3 separate regions of the Mus musculus genome follow, and all the other regions are linked to region 2. A link is a contact called in public Hi-C and promoter capture Hi-C data. All regions are on one chromosome and are shown on one strand. The core of a region is the stretch at or near the end of the contact, and the rest is flanking DNA. Distances in the headings are between cores, read along the strand shown.

Region 1 (4,375 bases), core at 549-3,048, 2.3 Mb before region 2:
TCCCTTTCGGTTTTTTTTGTTTGTTTGTTTGTTTGTTTTTTGTTTTTTTGGTTTTTCGAGACAGGGTTTCTCTGTGTAGCCCCGGCTATCCTGGAACTCACTCTGTAGACCAGGTTGACCTCGAACTCAGAGATCCGCCTGCCTCTGCCTCCCGAGTGCTGGGATTAAAGGCGTGAGCCACCACACCCGGCTGAGTTGTCCCTTTCAAAGAAAGACCTTCGTCCTCATCTGGGTATCACAGGATACCCCTACTCCCCACCACGTTTCTTCACCGCTCTGGCTTGGCTTGAGGTCTGTCACCTTCCAATTTTGTCTTGAAGGGAGGGCATCAGCTACAAGCGGGACAAATGTAGTTGTCTCAGGGTGACCTAGCAGCATAACACCCGAGTTTGCCTTTAAGCCAACTGGATGTCAGTCTATCTGCCCCTATCCCAGGCTGGTCTCGAACTCAGAAATCCGCCTGCCTCCCCCCCCCCGGCCCCCCCCCCCCCCCCCCCCCCCAGTGCTGTGATTAAAGTCTTGCAGGAACTACTTCACTCTCAGGCGGCTGATCAGCAATAGAGCGCTGGCCTAGTGGATGTGAAGCCCTAAGTTCAACACCCAGCATTGCTGGAAGAGGAAAAATAAAATCTCAGGGAAGGAAGTCCAGCCCTGAAGGCCACACATACACACACACACACACACACACACACACACACACACAGCTGGCCTAGTGGATGTGAAGCCCTAAGTTCAACACCCAGCATTGCTGGAAGAGGAAAAATAAAATCTCAGGGAAGGAAGTCCAGCCCTGAAGGCCACACATACACACACACACACACACACACACACACACACACACACACACACACACACACAGTGAACCAACTGGAGAGGTATTTCGGGTGTCAATCACCCTTCAGTCTGGTTCCTGCGAGGAAAAGGGACACGGGGTTGGGTGTGGAGGCGATGACGAATCTTGAAGCTGCAGCAGCCCAGAGCCCCACCGGCCTAGGTGCTCAGCAGATAGGTCACCCAGGCGATGATTTAAAAGGACAGCACGCCCACCCAAGGCGGCAGACCGCCCCTCCCTGCCCCGCTGCCCGCCCAGGCCGCACCCACTTGGGGGCGGTGCGCCCGAGCTTAGTTCTGGTGGGCGGACGCCGCGGCTTTAAGCCGGGGCGGGACTGAGCGAGGAGCAGCAGCGGCGTCGGCGGCGAGAGTTCTTGGGGACTCGGGCCCGGATGCTGGGGGCTAGTCGGCAGGTCCCGGTAAGCGCAAGGGAGGGCGGGTGAACGGTCCCGGGAGATGCACGCGCGTGCGTGTCTCAGGCGTGGGAGAGAGTCGGTGCAGCACGACGGCTCCACGGAGAAGTGGAGAAGGCTGTCCCTGCTTGACCGAGGTCCTTCCGGCCCCCCAGGAGCCCTCCTAAACTAGATCAGCCACACTGCAGCATTTAGTCCTCCGCGGCGCCGGGCTGCGCTGGAGCGGATGGAGGGACGCGCAGCGCTAGCGGCCGCGGAGGTTGGCCCTCGGCGCTTGCCGTAGCTCAGCGGCCTGCTGGGGGGCAGTCGCTGAGAGTCCCGGGAAGGATCGGCGACAAAAGGAGGGAACCCGAAGGCCGTTTGCGACGCGAAGGGATTGAGTGAGGAGTCGAGGGGGCTGCGGCACCCCACCAAAGCCATCCTGGCATCTGCGGGCCTCCACGCAGGCTCCTGGCTCTCTGGGCCAGACGCTGAGAGTGAAGGTAGCGGCGGCTACGGCGCCCCCTGGCGGCCCGGAGGCGCGTTGTCCAGCCAGCCGGGCGTCGTGGGCGGGGCGGACCCGATGGAGGACGGCGGGCTGTGGGGCCGTTTGCCTTTTCCTTACCTGGGTGGGGACTCCGTGGGCTCGAGGGCATCCAGGCCTGAATCCATATCCTCTCGAAAAGCTCAGAACCTCCTTCCAGAATCCACAGGCGGATAGGGTAGCCCCCTGCTTTCAGGTTCTTGGCCCAGGGAGAAGCTAGGCCTGGTCCCTGGGAGGATCGGGTGGGAGCTCGGAAGTGGCACTTTTACTGAGTGGCTTATAAAAAGGAGATTAAGTGTCGCAAAAGTTTGCGCAGATGATTGGGCTATAGCTCAGAGGGTAGAGTGTCCCCCTAGCACACCAAACCCTGGGTTCGATTCCCCAGAACCTCCTAGCCCTGGGGTGATGGTACACAGGCCTGTCAGGGGTCGGGGCTGGAAGCTCAACAATCAAGGCCAACCGTACATCTACATCAGCCTGCTCCTCCTACCCGAGCTACACAACACCGCCTCCACAGCAGAAAAGCTAGATAAAAAGTTTGGCCAGGATTAGGGCTTCTGTTTTGTTCTTAAGAATGCCTTGACCCTGAGTCTAGTTAATAGTCGGTGAGTATGAGGGACCTCCAGTGTTTGAAGGAGGAACTCTGATAGGAAAAGCAAGAGTTTGCCAAGTCACGGTAGCAAGGCTGATAGTATCCTTAGCTTTTCTCTTCTCTCCCTAGGAACAGGGTCTCTGGTATTATGTAGGCCTGGCTGGTCTAGAACTCACAGAGATCCACAGAGTCCTGGGGTTAAAGGCGTGCACTGGCACACTCAGCTTTTTATTTTTTAAGCATTTGCTTGTTTGTGTATGTGTGTTCGGCATGCATGTGGAGCTAAGAGGTCAGCCTGTGGGACTCAGTTCTCCCCCTCCACCCTGTGGTCACATATCAAGATAGGTCTCCAGGTTTGGCTCCAAGCGCTTTACCTTATGAGCCAGGAGTCAACGTTCCTGTTTTCCAAGTCACTGTGGTGCTTTTAAAGTATGCTTTGGGGCCGGTGAGTTGGTTCAGTGGGTAAAGGTTGCTTGCTGCCAAGCCCGATGACCCGAGTTCAATCCCTGAGACCCACACGGTGGATGGAAGGAACAGACGTCCCACAAGTGGTCCCCTGACTTCCTCATGTGCTGTGTGGCACACACCTTCTTCCACCCCAGTTAAGAAAATGTAATGATAAAAAGCATGCTTTGTGTTTTGTGCCTCGACTGTAGATAAGATCCACAGTCTTTGAGGTAATGCTTAGGAGAATAGTTTATTATTTATACAATACTGGGGGATAAAACCCAGGACAAGGCTCTACCATGATGTAGTGTGTATATTTTCCCAAGGTCTCAGGTAACCCTGACTAGCCTAAAATTCACTATGTACAACAGGCTGGCCTCTTGTCCCCTGCGTGCTGGGATTAAAACCATTTGCCCCCATGCTTAGCTGGTTTTATATTTTCTTAAACTGGTTGGGGTGGGATGGGGGGAGTATTGAAGAAGAGTAGTATTTCATGATGAATTCAGATTATGCAAAAGGTGTCCTTAAGCCCTCCTTTTTGTTTTGTTTTTTTGTTTTTTGAACACCGCTGTTGTCATTCATTTATGTGTTAGTGACTCCTTCCTGAGTGCTGGGGAACTGGGTAGACATTGCACAACTACAAAGATTCAAACATTTCCTGTGTGGCTCCCCCCACCTCCTCCATGACACTTTGGAGATAGTGTCTTATGTGTCCCAGGCCCCCATCTGTACTTCTCCCGTGCTGGAGAGGTTGTGGGATTACTCCGCTTTATGCAGGGCTGGGAATCAAGGTCAAGGCTTCATAAACATGCTAGGCAAACCCTCTCTCCACTGAGCTATAGCCCCAGCTCTCCCTCCATTCTGCACAGCTCGTTGTACAAAACGTTTGCGATCTCCTGGTTTGTTGAAAGAAGGCTATGTAACGGGAAAGAAAAGCTTCCATGTTGAAGAGAATGATGTTGAAACAGTGCATTTGGACACACTGTCCACAACAAAAACAACCCACAGAAAACAGTGATTTCCGCAAATCCTTTAGAGCTTGGGCAGTGGAACAGCTCAGCAGGTTTCGGTTCCAATCACCAGCCCTGATGACCTGAGTTCGAGTCCCTGGACCTCTGTGTGATTCCTCTGACCTCAATACATCTATTAAGGCACAGGAACCTCCCCCCCCCCCCAAACACAATGAAAATATGAATGTAATTTTAGAAAGTACTGAGGTAAAATATTTCACAGGTTACAAGCTCCCCATGTCCCTGCCAGCTGCTGACGGGATGTCTCTCTTCACAGGCTGGATAAACTCATGGACTTGGCAGCTCAGGCTTGAGAAAAACACAAACTCAGAAGAAAGATGGCGTTCGTTGCAACCCAGGGGGCCACGGTGGTCGACCAAACCACTCTGATGAAGAAATACCTTCAGTTTGTGGCAGCTCTCACGGATGTGAATACACGTGAGTCTGTCCTTTTTTGCACACTGAGAGGAAGAGCAAACCTTAGTGTTTGTCCTTGGTCTCCCCGTCTACCTTGTGGAGAAGCACAATGATGAACAATACTGCTGGAGCCACAGAGAGG
Region 2 (4,396 bases), core at 997-3,496:
CTGTGAGTTTGAGGCCAGCCTGGTCTCCAGAGTGAGTTCCAGGACAGTTAGAGTAAAACTCTGTCTCTAAAACAAAAACAGAAAACAGACAAACAAACTAACAAAACCAGGGATCATCTTTCACTACTCCTACCTAGTCACTCACCTATGAGTCCACCCCTCCTGAATGCCACACCAGCTTTCTTCAGACTGGTGGTGACAAGCTCTGGCTGAGGTTTTACTGAGCCAGGGCCAAAACTGTTTTTATTTTTTCGGGTTTCCAAATCCTACCAGACTAAAAACCGCTAAAGAACAAAGAGAGGGTAATAAACCCTTTGCAAACACATATTATATGCACGGAGACTATGTAGTAGTCTCACCTACTGCCTGGCCCCCACTGTCCTCCAGCCTGCTGCAGTTATCTTTATGGAATGCAAATCTTACCACAGCATCTTCCTGCTTGAAATGAACACCTCACTCTCACTGACCAGATGAAGTGTCCAAACGTCTTGAGGAATTACACAAAATCCTTTCTTTTTATTATTTCAACAGATATCTAAGGGTCCACTTGTACAATGTACCATGAACCCCTAAGATAAACAACAAACCAGCCCCCAACCCCCATTGCTTTAGCCCCAAACATCAAGTCCTTCAGACCAACCATATGCACAGCAGATGATGTCGCACTTTATGGCTATAAGCATTTAGGATGCTCCCAGAGAAAGCCCGTGCCAATTTGAAGACTGCCTAGGATTTCTCTGGCACATTCTAGGCAGAAATGATTTTAAGTTCCCACATCACTTTGTTCAATTTCCTTTCAGGTAATGGACTAAGAAGTATACAGACACTGACAACTCTGGGCAAGAAATTCCCTTTCACCAAAGTCTGGAAAGCGGAGTAGACACGGAGTAGCTAAATGTTTATACAACGAAAAGGCTCAAACTTGAAGCTTAGAGGAACAAACCTTGGACTTAGTGGATGGACTGAATTAAAAACAATGTGACTCTAGAGCTGCTTTGACTTGGCCTACATTTGACCCCTTTGGGAAAACTCACATGGAATTTGGACAGGCTAAAACGGCAAAACCTTGTTAGCTCAACAATGATCTGCCGGCCAAATAGGACACTAGATTCCCCCATCTTCCTTCTTTACCTGCCAAAGTCCTTTTCTCCAAAGGTGGGTGGGTGGGGGAGGGTTTTCAAACCTATCAAAGCAAACAGGACTGACCTACTGAGATCCTGCGTCTGTGCTATGTCACTGAACAGGCTAGAGAAAACGCAAATTGTGTCCTGGGAAGGAGGCCAATGTCTAAGTACTGTGACTGAAAAGAATGTGACATTCTTAAAGTGAAGGCAGTTTGGATAAACTGGAGCTCACGGTTGCCTCCAACTACCCTTGCCATTGGTTTCTGGGCTTTTTTTTTTTTTTCCCCAAAGAAAAATTGGCGGGGTGTGGGGCACACGCCTTTCTAACCCTACAGCACTCAAGAAAGAGGCGGATCTCCGTGAGTTCCAGGCTAGCCAAGGCTACAGAGTGAGAAGAAGAAAAATTGATTCGATAAAGCCACGCGGAAGCGTCCTTAAGGCTCCTGGCAAACACACACTCTTAAATGCAAACGGAAATACTAGAACACTCCATTAAAAAGTCCTTGCGTGAAACGTGGCAGAAAGCTTTGAAAAGCCAGCGATGTCTTTCCCAAGAGGTGCTTTGTGCGCAAATGCTTCCAAATCGGGACTCATATTTTGGAAATTATACCCCCCACGCTCCCAAACATGTCAAATCTGAAGAGAAAGGTGAGAATTCCCCCGCAACAGGCTGGGGCAAGGAGGAGGGTGCCTCTCTGCTCATCCCTTCCAGGAAACAAAACCAGAGGGCAACTAGCTAGCGCCACTCTGGCTCCAGACAACGTGCAGACGCAAAGTGCAAGAACTCGTTCCCAAACCTCCATGTCTTGAAAAGCGAGAGGCGCGCAGACCTGCATCGGGGTTCCTGGAACCCGCACCCGCACCGGGCCGGGCCAGACAGCACGCGGCCCCCAGCGGTCCCCCAGATGGTCCCCCCTACCCTGACGCCACACCCCGTCACCGCCCGCACCTGAGGCGAAGTAACTCACTGAGGGAAAGCGGCGGGCTCCCCGCGGGAGCGCTGACGAGGACGCCGCCCGGCTCCGCTCCGCTGGGACTCGCCGCCGCCGATTTCCTGGCGAGAAGCAAAGTCCGGCCAAGACTTTACTTCTCAACCGCCCCTGCTGCCTTTCCCCTAGGGGGCGAGCGCAGAGGCCCAACCCGACACGCACCTGAGCCAATCAACGGCGGACAAAGGCGGGACTAAGAGCGGGCTCGGAGCCTCTCGACCAATCAAGGAGTTCGAGGGGCCGAGTCGGCCCTGCTCATCACCCCCGTGTTAGAGTGAGCGCGTTCCGCCCTCCGCCATCGCTCCCGGCCGGATTCTCCCTCTCAGACACACAGAGAAAACGCTCGGGAAGTGTCTGCGTGCACCCCTGGAGCGCCGCGCCGGGCGTGGGACAGCTGAAGGGAGGGGAGGGCTGCGGGACCAGGCTGAGGGAGAACAGGTGGCGGGGGGCGGCTGACGTGTAGGTGTGCAGGGCGAGGGGACAGCTGGGTGGGGCGGGGACCCAGCCTGGCCAGGGTCAGGTGGGAGCTGGGAGGATGCACCTGAGAAGAAGGGCGGTTCCTTGGGATCAAAGGGAAAAGGAGCTGCCAGTCCCACAGCGTGAGCTCCCGAGGAAGGAGGGCGGTGCTCCAAACTCTCACTTCTCTCGCAAAAGAAAGACCATCGCAGCCCTTGCACCTAGTGGAGATGTACATTTGCACCCCAGGGAGAAAAATTTTTAAAACCCACAGTATCGTCAGGAGAGTCATCTCTGCACAACAGTCTCTCTGCTTTTTCAAGGTGCCCCATGAAAGGCCCCTGAGGACTCAAGTCCTGGGAATAGCCAGCCCTGGGGCAGTCGGGTTCCTGGAGAGCCTAGCAGGCCAGAGATCCGACTCTGACTCTTTTTAAATAGCAGGTGTCTCGGGGCGACAGGTGAGAGCCTATGCTCTTCAGTGGCACTTGGGGACCGGCTGGCTGTGCCCGGCAGCTGGCTTAGCTTCCGCAGTTCCAGGTGAACCGTCCTGCCCGCGCCTGGGCGTGGTCGGGGGCGGGACCCGGTTTAGCCCCGCCCACAGAGGGCCCTGCCGCGCCGCTGCGGCTCCGCCCCCCTCCTTCCGTCATCCGCTTCTTCCGTCGGTGGTTTCTTCCTTCCTGCCTTGTCCCGCACCTTTCGCGACATGGGGAAGAGCTTCCATTTCGCCAGCGCCACCTGAGGATTTCCTGGAGCCGCCACCCCCACCTCCCGCGATGGAAGACGATCAGGAGCTGGAGAGGTAAGGGTGGAGGGGAAGAGTGGAGTGGGGCGGCGGGTCGGGCCAGCGAAGCGGGTGGCGAAGGGGCACGCGGCCGACTGCGGCCCGGCGTGGCGGCTAGGCCTGACCCCAGGCGCTGGGGAAGGAAGGAGAGAGAGTAGAGCGGGCCGGGTTGGGAAGAGGGAGGAGCCGTGGGTTTATTTGTAACAGAAAAGCCCAGAGGGATGCTAGCCATCCGGGAGGGGAGAGAAGTTGGGAATCATGCTGTAAGTCCCAAACTGCCACCACCCCCATTAGAACTGCCTCGTTGTAAGGTCACGCACCGGGCCAGCCGTCCCGAGTGGCGGGCCTGGCGTGTTTAAGTTGGCTAAAGTTACTGCAACTCCGCTCTGTGCAGACTGCTCGTAAATTCTCTCTGTCCACCAAATTCTCCCTCCTATTAAACTTTTCACTTCCTTTAACTTAGTAGTTTCCTTACCTCTTTCAAATGGGAGCCGTAACTGAGCCTGCCACCCTGATAACTTGTGGTTGCCATTTTTATGCTAAAGTAATCGTGTTTTTTATACCTGTCAACTCCCTTTTCATCTTGCAGCAGGGCCTACCCTATTGTAACTCTGCCCCTTTCTTTTGCTCTATCCCAAGAAAGATTTTGCAAACATTTAACTTGGTGGGGTTTTTTTTTTTTTCTGAGATGACACCCCTCCCCCTCTTTGCTGGAGTCAAATGAAGTAGGGAAAAACTGGAGTTAAATATCTATGGCTAGAAGTGTGGAGGCAGGAGAATGAGGCAGTGAATCATAAAAAGTTAATCAGAAAACGATATTCCATGTGATCTTATTCTTACAAAAAAAATATGTGTGTAGAAAAATATCAGGATTGAAGACCTCAATGGCTGAAGGCGAGAGGAAGACAGCCCTGGAAATGGTCCAGGCAGCTGGAACAGATAGACAGTGTGTGACATTTGTCCTGCACGAGGAGGACCATACACTAGGAAACTGTCTGCGGTACATAATCATGAAGAACCCGGAAGTGGAATTTTGTGGTTACACT
Region 3 (4,471 bases), core at 600-3,099, 2.9 Mb before region 2:
AAAAGGCTCACCACCACAAAAGCCACCTGCTGTTCTGGGTCAGTTTATTCACAGATCCTTTCAGAGACCAAAAAATAGCCTGATGTAGGGGCCTGTGCCTGTAATCTCAGCACCTGTAAGGTCAAAGCAGGGTTGCTCCAAGTCCAGGCCAGACTGGCCTACGTAGTCAGCCCTTCTCTCAAAACAAAAACAAAAACCCACAAAGAGGTATGGGAAGATGGCTCAGTTGGTAAAGTGCTTGCATTGTAAGAAGGAGGACCCAAGTTTAACCCATGTTTTTTGTTGTTGTTTTTCTTTTTAAGTGAGTATGGGGGCATGGTCAGCTACATGGCTGATCGGGTGAAGATAGTGGCTGCGGAGCTGATCAACCTAAGTTCGGTCCCTGGGATCCACCTGATGGAAGGAGAGCACACATTCCAGCAAGCTGTCTTCTTATCTCCACCCATGAGCCACGCACGCATGCGTGTGCGCACACACGCAAAACACACACACTAAACTGTAAAAATACTTGTAAGTGAGCCACAATGGCACTTGCTTATAACCCTAGAGCTGAAGAGGTGGATGGATCCCTGGGGTTTCCTGGTTGGTTAGCCTAGCCTAATTAGTGGGCCCCGGGCTAGTGAGAAATCCCAGCTTTAAAAAAACAAAGTGGATGGTGCAGGTTGACCTCTGACTTCCACAGCCGCTTGTGCATCTGCACACACAAAGAAATTAAAAACAAAAACAACAGCAACAACAAGAAAACAGGGCTGGAGAAATGGCTCAGTGGTTAAGAGCACTGACTGCTCTTCCGAAGGTCCTGAATTCAAAATCCCAGCAACCACATGGTGGCTCACAACCATCTGTACAGCTACAGTGTACTCATATACATAAAAACAAACAAACAAACAAACAAACAAACAAAAAGCAGAGCAAGCAGTGGGCAGTAGATGCTCTTGAGGCCACAACACAGCACACAGAAGCCACAAAACGTTTACTTCTGCGGAATCTGTCTTCAGGCTGCAAGACTTCTTCTGGTTTTTCTATTACACCCTCACTCCTGTCTGATGTGCACTGGCTATTAAAGTTGTTTCCTGGCTGCCAAGCGCAGGGACCACTCCAAGGTGATGTTAGGGTTAAAAAAGAAGACAGGAAATATCAGAGCTTGTATGGGAGTGGGGGCCCTTCCTGGAGAGTAAATAGAGTCGGGCCCAGCCCCAGCCGGCAGGAAGCGACCTGGCTTTGATCCCAGTTCCTGCACTTGGGCGACAGGTGGGTCCCCTGCACTGTCACCAGGAGCATATGTCGGAGCTGTAGGGCTGTGACCATCTGCCTACACTAATCCTAAAGCAAGCAGATTTGCTCCCAACGTCAAGGGAGAAGAAAGGCTACAGACAGGCTCCTGGATGTTCCATTTCTCTAAAATCATGCAGGCTCGGCGATCGGCGTCTTCAAATCTCTGCAGTCCTAAGGCTGCAAAGGCTGCAATGGGGGTCATGCTATGAAGCGGGTTCACGAGCAGACATTTAGGGGTTCCAAAGCAGGGGTAGGGGTGGTGCCCTGTAGGTGTGCAGCAGAGAACACAAGTACAGTCCCCTCTCCCTCCCTCGATCGTCCCAGTTAACGCAGCCAATGGAGGAGAGGGATCGGAAAACTGGGAGCACCTCTGCTCTGTGCCACCCAAATAACATCGATCGGAGTCTCCACGGCCCTTGTCACCGATGTTACGGGGACATCGCGCCGCACTTACCTGTGCCCACGCCCGGTGGGGCGGGTTCCCAGCGGAGGCTTCTGTACTCCTCGGTTTTAGCTACAGTCCGGCCCTCCCCCGGCCTCAGGCTAGAGGGCGGGCCGGAAGCAATAATCAACTCAGCGTTGATCGGCCAGATTCGGAGTGACGCAACTGCCTGGAAGCTCACGATTGGCTGCTGCGCTCAGCCGCAATTTCTCCGGCTCGGGGTGGCGCGCGTGCGCACTCTCGAGGTCGCGCCGGGTCCCGCTAGCCAGCGGCGCTCTGTGCTAGTCGGGAGGAAAGGAGCGGGTTGCTACGTCCCCTCTCAGGACTCCGCGGGTCCCAGCGCGTCCTCACATGCCTGCTTCCTGCGCTCCAACCTTCTCCGGCACGTCCCTCCTTCTTGCCTGAAGCACTTCTCGTCTACACCGGCCTGCACCGCTCCCGAAGCGGAGTCAGGTTTTTTCAGGGTTGGATTTCTTTAGTTGACACAGGAGTCTGTTTTCCAGCCTTCATAAGAAAGGATAGTCGTCATTTCTAATTCTTCATTTCTTGTTTAAAGATTTATTTATTCTTATGTGCCTTGTGCAGTTTGCCTTCTTTTGCCTGCATTCATGTCCGTGTGACGTTGTCAGATCCCCTGGTACTGGAGTCACAGTTGTGAGCTCCCATGTGGATGCTGGGTATTGACACCGGGTCCCCGGGTTAGTGCTCTTAACTGCTGAGCCATCTCTCTAGCCTCTTATTAACTTTTTAGTTTTTAAAAAAATATTTATTTGTATGTGTGTTCCTGTGTGCACGTGCGCAATGCGCTAGGTGCAGAGATCAGAGGACAGCTTTCTAAAGTTGGTTTTTTTCCTACCACCGTGTGGGTCCCAGGGTTCGAACTCAGTACTTCAGGCTTCTCAGCCTTTACCTACTGAGCCACCTCACCGGTAAATTCTGTATTATTTTTTTTAATTAGTGTGTTTTAGATTTTGATTTGTTTATGTGTGAGAGTATAAGCAGATGTATGTGTTGTGTGTAGGGGTGTGTGTACCTGTATATAACCCACACAGGCCTGAAGAGGGCATCCACCGGGTGCTCTCTGCTGCTATTCTGCCTGTTCTGAGGCAAGGTTGCCTACTGTCTTCATTAGGCTGGAATCCAGCAACCCCCTGACACCCCCTGGTTTCTGCTCACCTTGGGGTTAAGGTTAAGTCATTTGCAGGGACACCTGGTGTGTTAAGAGGACGCTGGATCTGATTCTGGTCCTCACTGCAGAGCAGGTGTTCTTAATGTCTGAGCCATCTCTCCAGCCCCTCGTTAGTTTTAGGGGGTCTTTTTTTTTTCTCTCCTTACAACATTTATTTAGTGTATGTGTGTCTGTCTCTCTGTCTTTGGTCAGAGGACAACTTATTGGAATTGGTTGTCTAGTTCTATTGTGAAGCGAGAATCCATATTCAATTGAGTTCAGGTTTTCAGGTGAGTGTCTTTACCCTCTGAGCCATCTTGCTGACTTGCCTGGTTGGTTGGTTGGTTTGACACAGGGTCTCACTGAATTACTCAAGCTGGGATGGAATTCACGATGTAGCTCAGGTTAGCCTTGAACTTGCAACCTTCCTTCCTCAGCCTCCTGAGTGCCGAGATTCTAGGCTGTATCATGACACTTGATGTTTTGCTATATCTGGGGTGAAGGAAGGTGTGTGGTACGAGCATGCTGTTTGGTCTTTGCTTGCAGTGCTGGGGATCGAAGCGGGGCCTTGCCCGTGTTCTGTCACCTAGCTCTTCTCCCTTCTTAGCTTTTCTGTCTAATCAGGTTTGGGTCACTTGGCCATCACTGTGCATTGCCTAATGAAGAGTTCCAGAAATGGTTTAGAAAAAATACAGGGCTCACCAGCCTCTCCCAGAATTGACAGAGCCACTTTGCCTTCCCCACCAGGATGGGCTGGACTCTTGAAGTATGAGCCAAACTACAGCCTTCCGCTCTGGCCTCTAGATGGTCACACGCCCTTGTATATACGTGACAACACGCAAACCACACAGAACAAATAAAACTGAAATCAGAAGTGTGTCTGTCCCTCTCTCCTTGCCGGGGGTGGGGGGGGGGTGGGGGGGGGGGGAGGACACTGCCTACAGATGCTAGTTCATCAACGGATGTAAATGTAAGCAAGATGCCCTGAAGTGAAAAGGGAATTTTAGTTTTGTTGTTTTGAGACAGGATTTCAGTATGTAGCCTTGACTGTTCTGGAACTGGCTATGTAGACCAAGCCGATTCCAAGCTCAGAGATCTGCCTGCCTGTGCCTCGGGAGTATTTTTTTCCCCCTGAGACAGGGTTTCTCTGTGTAGCCCTGGCAGTCCTGGAACTCACTTCTCACTTTGTAGACCAGGCTGCCTCTGCCTCCCAAGTGCTGGGATTAAAGGCATGCACCACCACGCCCGGCTTGGTTCTTGTTTTTGTTTCCAATAATAATAATAATAACAACAACAACAATAATAATAATAATAATAATGCCACAAAACCTCTAGAATACAAACAGCAGTGGGCCATAGTCCCTTGTGGTGCCTAAGGAGCACAGGGACCTCCCGATCTCATTACAAAGCCCCTCAAGTGTGGCGAGGAAAGTACAGACGTTTACAGGTTCTAATCTGTATTAGCACAGCTGTTGTGTATTATAAAAGGAGCCAGGACACGTTTTGTAGAGCTAGGTATGGTGAGGTGGGAGGGATACCTCGGTGGGCCCATCCTCTGAGGCAGCCCTTCCCCTGAGGTATTGTAT

The links. Promoter capture Hi-C pulls out the DNA fragments that hold promoters and counts their contacts. A called contact is a pair of places that touch in the nucleus more often than the background predicts.
Region 1: a contact with region 2 is called in a promoter capture Hi-C map of pre-B cells, with 2.2 times the contacts expected there. The contact joins the promoter of Trrap here to the promoter of Lnx2 in region 2.
Region 3: a Hi-C map of B cells shows a contact between it and region 2, with 6 read pairs. The contact joins the promoter of Tecpr1 here to the promoter of Lnx2 in region 2.

What each region holds. Positions count from the first base shown.
Region 1 is chr5:144,766,996-144,771,370 of GRCm38.p6, forward strand. Trrap (transformation/transcription domain-associated protein) reads left to right here and starts at 1,799. Exons shown (of 71, transcript NM_001081362.2): 1 at 1,799-1,852; 2 at 4,094-4,254. The coding sequence starts at 4,155.
Region 2 is chr5:147,074,326-147,078,721 of GRCm38.p6, forward strand. Lnx2 (ligand of numb-protein X 2) reads right to left here and starts at 2,247. Exons shown (of 10, transcript NM_080795.4): 1 at 2,093-2,247. Polr1d (polymerase (RNA) I polypeptide D) reads left to right here and starts at 3,021. Exons shown (of 3, transcript NM_181730.4): 1 at 3,021-3,368. The coding sequence starts at 3,343.
Region 3 is chr5:144,221,766-144,226,236 of GRCm38.p6, forward strand. Tecpr1 (tectonin beta-propeller repeat containing 1) reads right to left here and starts at 1,850. Exons shown (of 25, transcript NM_027410.2): 1 at 1,730-1,850.